3 separate regions of the Zea mays genome follow, and regions 1 and 3 are each linked to region 2. A link is a contact called in public Hi-C data. All regions are on one chromosome and are shown on one strand. Each heading gives the region's core, a stretch centred on a gene start, on an enhancer-like site or on the middle of the called end of the contact. The rest is flanking DNA. Distances are from core to core; before and after follow the strand shown. Region 1 holds the start of LOC100192785 (5-formyltetrahydrofolate cyclo-ligase1). Region 2 holds the start of LOC542304 (abscisic stress protein homolog). Region 3 holds the start of LOC103642291 (ethylene-responsive transcription factor ERF115).

Region 1 (3,787 bases), core at 821-3,320, 300 kb after region 2:
TCGCTCGGTGGATCGAAGCTGAATCTAAAAGGAACAGGATGGGAAACGGATGGTACCTCTTGGTTGATGGACGGTGGTGAAGTCGCATCGGGGATGGAATGCGCCGTTATCTCAAGTGCGAGACTAATGCCCGACAAGTCCCTCGCAAGGGTGCTGGCGTCATTAGTCCGCCTGGGGTTGGCACGTTGCTGGGAAGCGACACCCGTCATTGTCCCAGGTGCGAGGATAACACCCGACATGTCTCCGACAGGGGTGCCGGCGTCGTCGACTCGCTCTGGTCCGACAGCCGACGAGGTGCCGCCTCTTGCCTGGCCATGGTTGCTCCGTCTCCTCCTCCTCCGGCGAGGAGGGTGGCGGGGCAAACCCGGGTGTTCCTCTTCCGCCACGGGGAGATGTTGTCGACGAGATCGCCTCCGCCGGGCGAGCCGACGACCGTCGTTGTTGTCGTGTTGCGGGGGGAGGAGTACCATGTCGTAGCTGCCGTCGAGGGACATGAACTCGAGACTCCCAAAGCGGAGCACCGTCCCGGGCCGAAGAGGTTGCTGAAGATTATCCATCTGGAACTCAACGGGAAAGTATTGTCAACACGCAGCCGAACCCCTACCTGGCGCGCCAACTGTCGGCGTTTTGGACCCGCGTGGACCCTCAACCGACTAGTGAATTTGATGTTGCGTGTCCCTGCCCAGATGGGTTGATGCAAGATGAAACACGAGAGGGGGGATGAGGCTTATATTATCTTGCACCGGGGTGCTCGTAGTAGGGGTTACAAGCTTCGTGGGAGAGGGTTTGACCTTGGAGCGAGCCGTCTGAGTTGGCCTCCTTTTGCGTCCACCCCTCCTCCCCTCGAAGGCCCTGGGCATCCCCTTTTATAAATACAAGGAGATGACCCAGCTGTACATATGAGGTGTAGCTATGTGCTAACGTGGCAGGTGGAGAAGTGCTTGAGCCCTGTAGAAGCGTAGCTGACGGTGCGGTCCTGGGTCCTGCTGACGTTTCTTTGCCTTCGTAGAGAGTTGAGAACAATCGACGTCATGGACGCAGGCAGAGAACCATCATTACCTGTTGCCGGAGTAATCTAGATGGGACACCAGTCTTGTTCCTTCGTAGCCTGATGCAACTAGATAGGGGTAGGGTAATGATGTATCCCCTGTGGCGTAGTCGGGCCGAGGTCGGGCGAGGCGGTGACTTCTCCTGAGGCCGAGGCTGAGGTCGGGCGAGGTTGTGACTCCTCCTGAGGCCGAGGCTGAGGCCTGGGGTCGGGCGAGGCGGAGACCTTCTCCCGAGGGCGAGGCTGAGGCCGAGGCCTGGGGTCGGGCGAGGCGGAGCTCCCTGTTGCACCCGAGACTGAACTCGGGGGAGGTTGTGACTTACTGTCGTTAGTTTTACCCTGGTGGTTGGCACAGTAGTCGGAACAGGGTGAATAGTGTTGTTTTCCTGTCAGAACGATCAGTAAAGGGGCGAAGTGACTGCGGTCAATTCGACCTTGCCAACTGAGACGCGTGTGTCAGAATAAGGTGTCAGGTGATCCCCGCATTGAATGCGCATGCGATACGGTCGATGGTAAGGCGATTTGGTCGAGGTTGTTGTACGACAAAGTTTGTCCGAGCTTGGCCTCGAACGAGCCGGGGGTGCGCCCACTGCCTGAGGAGGCTCTCGGGCGAGGCGTGAATCCGTCCGGGACTACTGTTCTTGCTCGAGGTCGGGCTCGGACGAGACGAGATCGCGTCCCTTGGTAGATGAGGCTTTAACTTTGAGCTGTGCTTACCAGTCTTTACGGCCTGTTTTGAAGATGTTTTCCAGCCGTGCTTAAGAGTATTGGGGGTACCCCTAATTACGGTACCCAACAATAATAGTACTTACAATTAATTATTTATTGTATATATTTAACAAATGATACTAGTTTCTATTATTCGAGACTGAATCAAAATTATGAGTCTATTAGAGTTCGGTTCCTAAAATTATTTTGAAAATTTTGATTCTTATTTTTTTCAGATCCTAAAATTTCACAAACTCTGAATTATCCAAATAGACCGAACCCTACGTGCGGGAACGTTTCGTTCCGGTGAAACCCGCTCTCCCGTTTTCTATAATTGCGAAAATATCCCGAATCCGTGGCTTCCCTTCCCTGGCGCGCGAGTGACGAGCGTGCGCAGAAGCTAGCCAAGCGATGCCGCTCCTCTTCCCCGCCACGCCGCCGCTACCGCTGTGCCGCGCCGCGCGCGTCTCACGCCGCGCCACGGCCTCCGTGGCGTCCGCGGCCAGGAGCTCGTCGTCGTCCTCGGCCTCGTTCGACGCGGCCGCCTTCGAGGCCGAGCGGCTGCGCCTGGACGCCGCGGCGCGGGCCGGGATGGAGTCCACCGCCGCGGCAGCGGAGGCCGGCCCGCGGGCCTGGAAGTGGGCGATACGGAAGCGGGTGTGGGACGCGCTCGAGGCTGAGGGCATCGCGCGGGACCCGCGCCCCGTCCACCACCGCATCCCCAACTTCGACGGCGCCCCCGCCGCCGCAGACGCGGTACGCCGTACGCGCGCTCGCCCTCGTTCTCTCGCCCGCCCGTTCTGCGCCCTCCTACCTAAGCCGACAGCAAGTTTCTCCGGAAGGAATCGGAGCTGAATGGCGGCCCACCTTTCGTCTGATGTGAAATTATGCCGACAGCAAATATGCAAGTTAGGCTGTTAGTGTTAGCCTTATAAGCGAAATTATGTCAAATCAAATTGTGTTTCAGTTAGAGTGTTATGTGGAACCCTGCATTGCATTTGACCAATCCGATCAGGCACCTGAGTGTTTGGTCTGCATGCTTCATAAGGTGGTGCACTGGTGCTGGTGCATGGTGAGTTCACCCCATGAATTTTGGTGAAATTAACTCATTCCTCATGCATATACTAATTATTAACTTGTGAGGAATGATATTGTGATGGATCAAACAATTCCACGAATTCTATTCCACAAACCAAGCAAAAAAATAATGAGTAAGAAGATGGACCGTCTCATTCTTCAAACCAAACACACCCAAATGTTTTGGTTTCTCTAATCCAAATTGAGGGCTCAAAACATTGCTCTCTTATCATCTGTAGGAGCAAGAAATTATGATTGTGCGATTAAGTTATCGCTTCTGCTGCACTTATTGATCATTCATTACATAATTTGTAACATCAACTCTTGTTTCTATTCCTGTTGTTTTGTAAATTGTTTCGCGTGCTCATCATTAACACCTGCAACGTTTCGAACTGTCACCAGTTGGGGAGGCTTGACATATTTCAGAAGTCCCATTGTGTAAAGGTCAATCCTGACACACCTCAGAAGCAAGTTCGGTTCTTAACATTGTCAGGTCTGTACCTATAATTGCTACAATTTATAATGGCCTAATCGTGTCTACGTATTATTTGTGGCAGCAGCATATTAGCATGTGCATAGACTTTGTCAGCACATATAAAAAAAATTAAAACTCTGGTGCATCTAGTTCCTAGATTGGCTAAAACAAGTAGCTGTCAGTATCATCAACCTTTCTTGAAGATAGCTTGTTTATTTCTTCTCAAATGCGCAGGAGAGTGCGAGCCATTTATTGAACAGGAAAGAGTATCCAAGTGTACAACACCACTCACACAAGACAGTAGGTCCTAGAAAAGGTTTCAAATGTCCCTATAGCCCTGACTCCCTGAGTGCGCACTGTAAGGCTCCCTCCTCTGCTGTTCACACCAGCAAGCTTGTGCTCAGAGAAAAATTACCAAAGAGTTAAGTCTTCCTCTATGCTGTTTGTCCACCATCTTGATTGCATGGCACCACCATCAT
Region 2 (3,313 bases), core at 371-2,870:
AGTTGAACTCAAGACCTCCCGCTTACTAAACGGGTGCTCTAACCAACTAAGCTACGAAAGCTCTTGTTTCTTTTGTTTTGTTCAACTTATTGTTATCAAAAGTTAAGTTATGAACTTGCAAAACGTTCCATCTGTAGACATTTTTTTGTTGTTCCGTATCCAAATGTGGTTAATGAATAGGTCTGGTATAATGAGAGACCAAGATCTCACATGCCGATCATTATTTACTCTTCAGCTTATTCGTCATTTACAATTTTATTATAAATGTGAACATGAATTTTTAGATAATTATAAAATGCAAGTATGTGGTCCTTTTAAAAAAAAAACTTGTGAGTATGTGGTCCTTTTCTAAACTTGTGAGTACGTAAATTTTTAGAAAGGTGTTTTATTCTATCTTTTTTTTTTGCAGTTTAGATATGTGTTATTCTTGATCTTAGTAGTACAGGTAGCTTTAATTAGCCGCAGTACTCTCATATACTATATATATATACGATTCACATATTTAGAAAATGTATACATTTTGTAAAACCGACATATATGATTCATACTATATGTGCGTGTTTTTTTCTCTCTAGGTTCGTAAACAATATTTAACTTGGAATAAAATTAATACACCCGTTAAAACAACACGGACGAGTTTTATCTCGGTCTAGCTACCAGCTTGAAATAGTAATTTCATCCATACATAGTTTAATAATCAATAAAATATAATATAGTAAAATATAACATAATGGGTACTAATACTTTTGGAGAAACGTAAACAACTAAACATGTAAGTAAATCAGAGTTGCATACATTTTTTCGGTCCTCGTACCACGATCATACACAAGCACATGCATACACACACGTATACATACGATAGATTACGTAGCCACGCTTATTCGTGCATCACACGAGCGCATACATACGTACGCGCGCACAACACGGCGGGCGCTCGATATCACTCTCACACGCACGCGTAGCACACGGGGAGGGACGACGATACGGGAGGATCAATCAGCCGAAGAAGTGGTGCTTCTTCTCGCCGCCGGCCTCCTCGGCCTCCTTGTGGTCCTTCTTCTTCTCGTGGTGCTCGTGGAAGGCGAAGCCGCCGGAGCCGACGGCCGCCGCCGCCGCGACCTCCTCCTCGATCTTGTGGCGGTGCGCGTGCTCCGGGTCCTTCTTCGCCTCGTGCTTCTCGTACTGTGCATGTCCACGTCACACGAGGTGACCGTCATTCAGTTCGTTCGATTAATATATATATTATTCTTTCTCGTTCATGTATGTATATATATATACTACTCAAGGAGGATCGGATCGGACGGACTACGTACGAGTGCGAAGGCGCCGGCGGCGATGGCGCCGGCCTCGCCGAGGTGCTGCTTGTGCTTGTGCTCCTTCTCCTCCTTCTTGTACTCGTCGTACTCGTTCTCGCCCGTGGACACCACCTCCGTCACCGTGGCCTCCGTGTACTCGGCGGACTCGCCGTACCCGCCGGCGGCGAGCTGCTCCTCGTCCTTCTTGTGGTGGAACAGGTGGTGGTGGTGGTGCTTCTCCTCCGCCATGGATAATGAAACGAGCTAGAAGAGGGATGACCGGCCTTAATTAGCTTGTTGGAGGGAGAGCAAGTGACAATTGGATCGACAGCTGTTCTTGCTTGTTGCTTGGCAGTTGCTCATCGTCTTATATAGCCGGATGGAGGGGCCCTGTGGACTGAGCTGGCATGGCATTATGGACGGTGGTGGAAATCAGTACGCGTATCATTATTATCAAAATTCAGACATGATTAATTAGAAGCGATATGCACCGTCTACAGAACATCTTTATATTATATACATGATTCAACTATTTGCATGATCGAATATACAATTATTCCCTTATAAGATAATACAGATTGTTACAAAACTGGTACTCAACCTACTAAGTTGGTGTTTGATTTTTAGAGACTAAATTTGTAGTCCATCTATTTTATTTCAGCTTAGTCCATAAATTATTAAATACGAAAACCAAAACTCTATTTTAGTTTATATATTTAATAATTTAGAGACTAAACTAAAATAAATGGACTAAAAATTAGTTCGTAAATTAAACATCCTCTAAGATCGTTTAAGATTAAAGTCAGTTGTTTGACTATTAGAGTTGTAATTCATAAAGACAAAAATACTATAAAAATAATAGAATCTAGTATAAATTAAAACCAAACGAACATGTTCCAAACCTTTACTGCTTGCCCAACCGGACAGGGCAGCTTATTTGGGCGGTGGGCCCACAGATGTAGTTGGGCGGCAGGGCCCACCGAGCTCGTGGTCGAAGCAAGCTGAGATACAGTGTCGGCAGGGCAGACGGATGATCCTTGGAATATCCGGAAAGCAGTTTTTTCCCCCACACACCGAAGCCAGCTTTTATATGGGTTTGACACGTGTGCCCATATGTCGGCTGCACCTCTCAGTCTCATCCTCCTCCTCTCGCTCTTTCACACCGACCACCAGCGCCTAAAATATCAGGCATATGATTTGTTTCCACACATCTAGTACTAATGCAACCGGATCATATCTCTTTTCACGAGGAGAAGATGACGGTGTCGGCCGGTTGGAAAAAAAAATAATGCAAAAGGCTACCAAGATACAGCTTCCCTCGCATTAAGACACGGAATGCCGATGGCGACCCTGAACCGAAGATATTTATTCCTCTTCGCTGATCGATTTAGGGTCCCGCGGATTCGACTGATGGAGACAAAAAAAACTAACATTCATCTACAGTCTGTGTCCATTCATGTCAAAGATGATTGCATTCTTCATGAGGCATATACATCTACTATATTTAAGCAGGAAAATCTTTTTTGTGAACATATTGATCAGTCATCTAAAAAGCTTAAGTTGATGGAAAAAATTAGTCAATCTATCTATACACTTCACAATGAGGTCGCAGCACTAGGGATGAAACCCCGCGGCCGCCCGCTTTAACCACCGCAAAATATTCTTCTTGCGGTTGTGCGCTATGTTGTCATTATATGCCAGAGATAGCCAAACGGCCCTGCCCGGTCCGGGCCTGTTAAAACCTGGCCCGTTTTGGGTCCGGTCTGTTAGACACGGTTAGAAAACCTGGTCGGACCGTCTAAGCCCGCGGGATCGATTTTCTGTCCGAGCCCAGCCCGCAGCGGGTCTAAACGGGTCGAAAAACGGGCTAAGCAGGCCGTTAAACACGTTTTAGTGTAAAAACGGGCTTAACAGGCTTAAAGGTAAATGAGTCGTGTCGGGCTAGCCCACCGTGCCTAGTTTTCTGTCCGAGCCCAGCGCGCTTATTCGTGCCGGGCCGGCCTGGACACGCATACAAC
Region 3 (3,489 bases), core at 173-2,672, 370 kb after region 2:
TTCCTCCGACAGCTGCGTCGCGCTGTGGCCTGCATGGAAGGTCACAGAGGTTGGTTACTCTGCTCATCTGTGTTTTAGCCATGCTCTGTTTTCTTTTTTCTTTCCCTGGAACAAAGAAGCAGAGATATGCATTTTACGTATCCGCAATCGCAATACGGCATCTTGCTCTTTGAAAGCAACCTGATTAGTGTGAAGTTTATTTATTTAGCTGTAGACATATTTGATTGTGAGAAAATAGACAACCATAAAATCATTATTAAGTTGGTCCCGTTTGTTTGAGCTTCTAGACAGCTTGTCAGCGTGAAAGACCAAAAGGCAAAAGCTGAAACAAACAACTATTTTTTTTATAGTTTAGCTTCGTAAATCCAGAAGTTTAGAAAAACTATTTTTTAGCTTCGTGAAGCCTGAAAGGCGAAAACAAACAATTGATTTTTTTTTTGGTTTAGCTTCGTAAAACCAGAATGCCGTCTCTTAACCACTATAGCTCGTGTTGGTTGTGCTTTATAAAGAATAGTTTTCCGATATGCAAGAAAAACACAAAAACAAGAAAAACACAAAACGTGTCTTCAACATGCTCTTAACTTTTTCATAGTACTTAAAACTCTTTCATTTGTAGAGTTTTGGGCTTCTCAGAAATAATCTGCCATTTTAAGGGATCTGTTGGAGAAAGGATTAAAATCTACTCTCACTAATTTTTTAGATACCTATTAAAACTGATTTTGAGGAGTCATTTTTTAAAGAGCTTTGAAGATGCTCTAATAGACTTTAGATTTTACACTACAAACTTTAAGAGTCGAATCAGATTAGGATCATATTTCATTTATATTTATTTTTTGAACTAATATTATTTAAAGAGCTTAATTTTTTTTGTGAAAGGTTATTTGGTACCACCCCTATGTACCGTACGGAGGCGTAAGCCACGGACCTCCGACTCCGTGCACATCTGACCTAACCAGCCCACCCAATAGAAGAATCATGACAAATCATCAACGTGACGTGCGTGCGTGCGTGCTTTCTACCACCACATGCATCTTCTAAATGACCGAGCAAAAGAGTATAAAAATAATACGTACAAAATACGGAGCAATGCATGCATGAGAAAAGGAAGGAGAAGGAACAAAAAAAAACATGCGTATTAATTCGTGGACCAAATGGAGTATGCTGTATTGCTGTGCTATGCTGCTGCTACGGTATGGCAGGCAGAGGCAGCGGCAGCGATCGACATCGACGTACCGTGGAGCACGAAGCGGCTCGGCGACGGCTCGGCGACGTGCGGCTGCAGCTCGGCGTACGGGTACGGCCAGCACGCCTCGGCCATAGACGCATCTTGCGCCTGCGCCTGCGCCAGCAGCCCGGCGCCACCGGGCCCCTTAGCCGGCGGCGCAGCGGACCCGGCGACCACCCTGGCGAGCGCGGCCACCATGGCCGACATCTCCCGCGCCTGCCTGCTGCCGCTCTCCTGCCACGGCGCCGCCGCGGTGGCCATCACGGCCGCCGGCTCCCCGCGGCCTGCTCCTCCTCCTCCTCCTCCTCCTCCTCCTCCTTCTCCGTCGCTGTCGGCGTCGGCGGCGAGAAGCCGCCGCCGCTGCTCCCCGGAGTTCGCCACCGCTGCGTGGCACATGAACGAACAGTCCCGGCCAGCCGTTCACACACCGCACGACAGTACGGACGACACGGCCGAGAACGAGATGGACGGCTCGGTCGGCGGCCGGTACCTATGGATGCATAGTAGCGCTACGTGACAGGCGTGACCTATGGATGCATGTACAGTGGTGTTTAATGTGGGAGCTCTTAAGGTGTTTTAGGGGGTTATTTGCAAAATAATCTTAGAGCCGTCTCTCCGTGAAGAGACGCCTCTGGCTCGTAAACCAAGTAACAACAGACGCCTCACTTCCCACTGTACGAATTTGTCGTCTGTTCTATCGATCTGATGCTATACAAATACATTTAATTCTGTATTTATTAATAGACTACGTTTATAGACACTCCATTGTACAATAGAGTCTCTTAGTTGTCTCTTGTGCTTGGAGAACCGTTTTGGTGTCTTTCCACTGTACATGCCCTAATAGCGATGTTGTTACTTGGCATGTACAGTGGAGAGACACCAAAACGGTTCTCCAAGCACAGGAGACAACTAAGAGACTCTATTGTACAATGGAGTGTCTCTAAACGTAGTCTATTAATAAATACAGAATTAAATATATTTGTATAGCATCAGATCGATAGAACAGACGACAAATTCGTACAGTGGGAAGTGAGGCGTCTGTTGTTACTTGGTTTACGAGCCAGAGGCGTCTCTTCACGGAGAGACGGCTCTAAGATTTTTTTACAAATAACCCCCTAAAACAACTTAAGAGCCTCCATATTAAACACCACTGTATATGCCCTAATAGCGACTCTAATGGCAACGTGTCGAGACAGTCAGACATGCGGAACCTAGAGCTAAACCCTGTTCAGGAAACCGTCACGTCACACCCGACGCACTTAACACGTAGCAGCAAGCATTACACTTGTTGACCGGCGTGCCTCGCGTTGTCCTCTCCTCCATGCTGGTTTGGCTCAGTCAACGATCACACGTGTCGCAAGACGAGAGCCCCGTCATTATTGTACTCCTAGCTCCCTCTCCACGTCACGTCATTGTCGCGTGATGTCGGCTACCTAGCACTCGGCTGCGCACGTGTGAAATCGCAGGGGGGTGGGGGGGGGGGGGGGGGGGGGGGAATTTGGATTGGATCACATATAAAGCGTTGTGCGGGTGAGTTGCACGAATTTTAAAAGTGGGTCTTCGCTCATCATCGCATATGCGTGGCTGGATTTGTATACTGTTATTTTTTTTTTGTTGTTGTAAGGAAGGAGGTGGGCAAGTTTGGGACAATTTGTTATGGGCCTTTTTTTTATAAAAAAACAAAGTATCCAACGTTTTTTTTTAAAACCATTCTCCATGGCCGTCCGTACTCGGGTGTATATGATATTGGCGAGAAAAGGCAGAGATGTTTCGCCTGGGCTAAACATCCCATAGTAGAATTGATCGGTCGTGATAAGTGTGTGTGTGTGTGTTGCCGACATGGAAGAGGAGGACAACGTGCGAGAATGGCTCCTCCTTTTTGTTTTCTTTGTTCTTTTTTTTTTTGTTTTTGTCGTAGAATTTTTGAATCCTGCTTTTTAATCTTCTCTTTGATAGAATAAGAATAAGGATAAGAAGAAGAAAAACTCGAGTTAGATTCACCATTCCAAAAGTTGCTGCTGTTCCTCTTCGATACGTGTGAATGTACCCGTCTGCACTGAATCTGGTCAAAGACAGGTTCGACGAGATTAGCCAGTGTGCTCCATCATCACTAAACTAATGCGTGTTTGTTCTAGGCGTACTGCTATAAACAAACCTACTACTTTGCATTTGCCTTCCCTTTTTTTTCACTAGGAGGGTGACGGAGTAAAGAGAATGCGTACGCGTTGCTGCCGTGTTGGACATGTTTTCTGCAGCTCTGGTGT

Evidence for each region. A called contact is a pair of places that touch in the nucleus more often than the background predicts.
Region 1: a Hi-C map of ear shows a contact between it and region 2, with 1.8 times the contacts expected there. The contact joins the promoter of LOC100192785 here to the promoter of LOC542304 in region 2. A contact is called at or near these places in 4 of 25 Hi-C or Micro-C datasets (ear, leaf, tassel and 1 more).
Region 3: a Hi-C map of bundle sheath shows a contact between it and region 2, with 3 times the contacts expected there. The contact joins the promoter of LOC103642291 here to the promoter of LOC542304 in region 2. A contact is called at or near these places in 4 of 25 Hi-C or Micro-C datasets (bundle sheath, ear, endosperm and 1 more).

The regions. Positions count from the first base shown.
Region 1 is chr10:8,961,754-8,965,540 of Zm-B73-REFERENCE-NAM-5.0, forward strand. LOC100192785 (5-formyltetrahydrofolate cyclo-ligase1) reads left to right here and starts at 2,071. Exons shown (of 7, transcript NM_001358553.1): 1 at 2,071-2,512; 2 at 3,236-3,326. The coding sequence starts at 2,168.
Region 2 is chr10:8,665,798-8,669,110 of Zm-B73-REFERENCE-NAM-5.0, forward strand. LOC542304 (abscisic stress protein homolog) reads right to left here and starts at 1,621. Exons shown (of 2, transcript NM_001111891.2): 1 at 1,314-1,621; 2 at 775-1,182. The coding sequence starts at 1,544. The coding sequence ends at 997. It overlaps TRNAT-AGU (transfer RNA threonine (anticodon AGU)), which reads right to left and starts at 61; the gene lies at 1-61.
Region 3 is chr10:9,040,409-9,043,897 of Zm-B73-REFERENCE-NAM-5.0, forward strand. It overlaps LOC103642291 (ethylene-responsive transcription factor ERF115), which reads right to left and starts at 1,423. Exons shown (of 2, transcript XM_023301170.2): 1 at 1,234-1,423; 2 at 1-50. The coding sequence starts at 1,423.